Linked DNA regions of Gossypium hirsutum: region 2 is linked to region 1. The links are chromatin contacts, called in public Hi-C maps. All regions are on one chromosome and are shown on one strand. Each heading gives the region's core, a stretch centred on a gene start, on an enhancer-like site or on the middle of the called end of the contact. The rest is flanking DNA. Distances are from core to core; before and after follow the strand shown. Region 1 has its middle 31 kb from the start of LOC121214181. Region 2 holds the start of LOC107922128 (auxin efflux carrier component 4-like).

What was found. Hi-C and Micro-C count contacts between places; a contact is called where the count stands out from the background.
Region 2: a Hi-C map of leaf shows a contact between it and region 1, with 2.3 times the contacts expected there. The contact joins the promoter of LOC107922128 here to the enhancer-like site in region 1. A contact is called at or near these places in 8 of 34 Hi-C or Micro-C datasets (anther, hypocotyl, leaf and 1 more).

The regions. Positions count from the first base shown.
Region 1 is chrD01:47,802,708-47,805,280 of Gossypium_hirsutum_v2.1, forward strand. No RefSeq gene overlaps it. Among protein-coding and RNA genes, the nearest start is that of LOC121214181, 31 kb to the right of the region's middle. Within about 2 kb of position 1,289, at least 2 of the 9 cell types and tissues checked have an H3K27ac peak or open chromatin away from gene starts, as enhancers often do. A contact at or near this core is called in leaf, where this site is marked.
Region 2 is chrD01:47,923,463-47,926,035 of Gossypium_hirsutum_v2.1, forward strand. It overlaps LOC107922128 (auxin efflux carrier component 4-like), which reads left to right and starts at 1,289. Exons shown (of 6, transcript NM_001327195.1): 1 at 1,289-2,546. The coding sequence starts at 1,289.

The DNA.
Region 1 (2,573 bases), core at 39-2,538:
TTAACTGACCTCCGACCAATTTAGATCAACTTATAAACTGATTAACCGAATGAGATCCGTCCAGTTGATTAATTCGCTTTTAACTAAAATTTAAACACTCCTAACTATAGCTTCACTTACCTGGTCTAAGGTGTCCTGATTGGACCGCATGCGATGTCAACATAAATTCTTAGGCAATTAGGGTTTGGAACTGTTTTTTTTTTAAAAAAAAGAGAAGGGTTTAGAACTATTTTACTAAACCTAAATAAAGTACATCGGCTTAGGCTTTTTGAAAGTTTAAAGGGACACGTTATAACAAACTCTAAAGTACAAGGCTCTTTCTTACCATTCTCCCTTAAAATTTTAAAGATTTGTAATTGAAATAAGTTAGATTTATTTAAATTTGGCTTCAATTATAATGAAATTATATTTTTATTTCTAATTTCATTTATTTTAGTTCTTTGAAATTTTAGTATGGAGTGACGTTAATATCACTTATGGTTGTTTTCTTAAATAAAATAATAAATTGAAATTTATTTAAAATAAAATAAAATTTATTTAAAAATTAAAATATATAGTTTTTAAATAAAATTACCTTCTTAAAGCTCAAATCAACTCTTTTTTTTCATGGAGTTCTCCTTTTCTATTTCAAAAGCTAAAATTAAATGTTAAAAACTAAATGCTTTTTTGAAAAGAAACCAAATAAGCTTTTTAATAATGCCTTTTTTTTTAATTTGTTGAGACAGTTAAATATAGAAGCTAAACTAAAAAGACCTCTCATCTCGAAACTTATCTTGAGACATAAAAGATATAATCTCCGAACATAAATTCTAAAGTCTCAATATATAACCACATCAAGATAAAAATACTAAATGCTAAAATCAAAAGAAGACTCGTCTCAAGACATGGAACTGTTTGTTTCAAGACAATGTTGAATTTTGATAATAATAGTTTAGATTCAAATTTTAATTATGTTGTGCAATTTCTAAATGTATATAGTATGTTTAAAGTGCATGCATTTAGCTTATTTATGTGATTGGTTGAGGTTGTATGGAAATTTAATTACTTGAATGCATACTTGAAATTGATTCAGGATCCGGTCGAGTGTGGAAAGTAATATTTAGTGCTTTAATATATATATATATATACTTTTTAATTTAGAGCCTAATTAAGCTTGCCGCCCAATTTATCTTTGTTTTAATTTTGAGCCCGTTTTAATTTGCAGCCTATTTCTATTTTACAAAAAATGAGTCGAAGTTATATTTGCCAGTCCAATTGTTTTTAAGCCCAAGCCCATTGCATATTCATCTTTCAATTGGTAGCTAAGGTTTCTGACCCCTAGCCACCGCGCCACCACCACAGGAGCCACCAGTGTGAACACCAACGAACATCGGTGTGAACACACGCACACGAGTATAATTTTCTTTTCAACCATTCCCATTCACATTCACGAATCAGCAAACTATTATCAACCAAAGCAGTTACAACAACACAATAACAGAACCGCAAATAAAAAATGAGATTAATTTGAACAATCATGCATCATTAAGAGACCAAAGGAGATTATGAATTAGTATAAGAATCCTGTAAAAACAAGAGAAATGGATGGGGTCAATTGGTATTAGTAGACCATAATGAAAAAGAATGAAAAGGAGGATAATCGTAGAGCGAGTCGATAATAGACAAAAGTTATAAAAAAAATAATAAAGAACACCAGAGAGAACAACAAAAAAAAAAGAGAGATTTTTGAAGGCGACTGTCGTTTCCTCTCTCTCTTTTTCCCATTCTTTCCATTTTCTTCTCCAACTTATTTAGATCGTTGCATGCATGTTGAAGGAGGAAATCTGGATCTCTTTGGTTCTATTTTGTTTTGTTCCTTTTTGTTTTTCCTTTCTCCATTTCTTTATTTTTTTTATTTGAAAGAAAATATGTTTAGAAAAGAAATAAGATGGAGAATGCCTTAACCTAAAAATCGAAAAGGATTTTCAAATTTTTTAAAGGATATAGAGAAATTCGAATATGAAAAAAAAATTGAAAAAGTTTTTGTTTTATTTGGAATAATAAAATATTTTTTAAAAGGATCAAGGGTGGTTGTGTATACCGGCCACTATGAGAGTGATGCAGAAGAGAAGAAGAATATTCACAAAATAGGGTAGAGAAAAGAGAATAGAGGTTGAGGGAAAAGAAAATAGATTGAGGAAATGGTACTGAATTTTCTTAACCAACCATCAACACTAGTTGGTGCTAAAAAGGAGAAATAACGGCTATGACAACTAGCACCTATTATCATTGAGGCAAAACGCCTCATTTCACTAAACTGAATCCTCCTCCCCAAAATGTAACGTATTCATTAACTATAACAACCACAAAAAGCATTGTTGTTACAAGAAATTTAAGCTACATAATTAAAAATTAAAAGGTAATTATCCCCACGCCCATCCCATAATTGTATATTGAATCCCTGCTACCTTTTTATACCATAACAAATACCCCTATCCTCAAGCAGGTCCTTGTCCTCAAGGATCAAAAGTAGGATATTGCTGCTAGAAGTTTATCCAAGTTTCCCAGTTGAATCTTCTAGAAAAGTGTCTGCT
Region 2 (2,573 bases), core at 39-2,538, 120 kb after region 1:
ACTATCTAAAGTGAGATATATAATTTAATATTGATTTTTTGGTAATACAGTTAACTTAGGAGGGCTTGCTTTTCAGCAATTTATTCTAGGGTTTTTTCAAAGATTCCATCTAACAAGAATTTTATTTTATTTATTTTTACCAATTCCTCATAGATTGTGAAAGAATATTAGAGATAATTTTCCTAGTAAAAAACTTTAGATTATTAAATTTATTAGGCTTTAATGTCCAGGGGAATTGTTTTATATTTTGAAAATTTAATATTATAATATCAATATTGATGGTTCGAGCTATGATGTCTCTACGTACCTCTATTATTATTCACAAGTCTCGTATTAACATTTATTTCGAGTTTTGCAGTCACTTATCTTTATTGATCGAAGTATTTCTCCGTCAACTGTACATGGCTTTCTGTAGAGGCTAGAGATAAAATCTCGATATAAGGACAATACTTTCAATTGTTGAGGTCGAAGTCGACTTCCCAGAAGATGAAACTTCTCCTAAAAGGATCGATTCCTTGTCAACAATAATTTAAGATATTTATGGTATTTTAATTTTTTTTCTGTTTTTAAAGAATATAATATGTTAAATTAGTGGGATTTAAGTAAGGAAGAATACTAAATTTAAAATATATTTCAAAGGTTGATTATACATTTTTAATATATGATGGATAAAAAAATCATATATAAAAATATTTTAATTAATGATTTATATATTAAATTAAAAAAGTAATAAAATGGTGGAATGTTAATAAAAATAAATTATATTGATTAATTAGTGCAGTTTTAGATTAAAAAGAAAATGAGGGCCGTCCACGTCATGGAAAAAGCCAATGGCACATTAGAAGAGCCACCTGTACATTATTATTATTACTATTATTATTATTATTATTATTATTATTAACCAAATTCTGTAGTTAAGTTAACCAGAAGAGGCGGTGAATTGTTAACCCAAGTTTCATAGTTGAGTGTCCTATCATCCTCTGCTTATCTCCCTACTCCTGTATTATTTTCACTCTTTACCTTCTTCCCTTCCCTTATATAATTCCCTCTCTCTAAATTAAAAGTTGCATATCTTTTAAATTATACGCTGGCTTCTCATTTTCTCTCTTTCCTCACTTCCTTACTTTGATTACCCTTTTTATATATCACAAAAATTTTGCAGTCTTTCTTTCAGACGCAAGCAGCAGGCACCTGTCCTAGAAACAGAGATCTTCTCAAGTTAGTTAAATAACGGTTTTTGCTATCCCCATTTTGCCCTTTCATTCTTCTTCTTCTCCTTCATCGGAAGATGATTAGTTGGAACGATCTTTACACCGTTTTAACGGCGGTGATCCCACTGTACGTTGCTATGATCTTGGCTTACGGCTCCGTCCGTTGGTGGAAAATATTCACCCCCGACCAGTGCTCGGGTATCAACCGCTTTGTCGCCATATTTGCCGTTCCTCTCTTGTCTTTCCACTTCATTTCCACCAATGACCCTTATGCCATGAACTTCAGGTTCGTAGCAGCCGACACCCTTCAAAAGCTCATCATGCTCTTCGTTCTTGGATTGTGGACTAATTTAACAAGGAACGGAAGCCTAGAATGGATGATCACCATTTTCTCTTTATCTACTCTCCCCAACACTCTAGTCATGGGCATTCCTCTTTTAATCGCTATGTACGGTCCCTACTCCGGGATGCTCATGGTCCAAGTCGTGGTTCTCCAGTGTATCATTTGGTACACCCTTCTTCTTTTCCTTTTTGAGTACCGCGGTGCCAAAATCCTCATCATGGAGCAGTTTCCCGAAACTGCAGCTTCCATTGTTTCTTTCAAAGTTGATTCCGATGTGGTTTCACTTGACGGCCGCGACTTCCTCGAAACCGACGCTGAAATCGGGGAAGACGGCAAGCTACACGTTAAGGTCAGGAAATCTAATGCTTCCAGGAGGTCTTTGGGGCCTTGTTCCCTTCCTGCATTGACTCCCAGGCCTTCCAACCTCACCGGAGCTGAAATCTACAGTTTGAGCTCTTCAAGGAACCCCACGCCAAGAGGTTCCAATTTCAACAACTCCGACTTTTACTCCATGATGGGTGTTCAAGGATTTCCTGCAAGACACTCCAATTTCGGTCCAGCTGATTTATACTCTGTTCAATCCTCTAGAGGACCTACTCCAAGGCCATCCAATTTTGAAGAAAACAATACAGTAATGTCTCCACGATTTGGATTTTATCCAGCACAGACTGTTCCTTCATCCTACCCTGCTCCAAACCCTGAATTCTCATCCGTCACGAAGAACGCTAAAGCTACCCAACAACAACAGCAGCAGCCAGTTCAACCACAGCAGCAGCCTAAGGAGAAGGAGAATAATAAAGAGAATCATGATGCCAAGGAATTGCACATGTTTGTGTGGAGTTCAAGTGCCTCGCCGGTTTCAGAAGGCGGAGGTCTCCATGTCTTTGGTGGTACAGATTTCGGAGCGTCCGAGCAATCTGGACGGTCTGAGCAGGGTGCTAAAGAGATAAGGATGTTGGTCGCAGATCACCCTCAAAACGGGGAAAACAAAGGTACAATAAATTTATTAGTAAACTAGA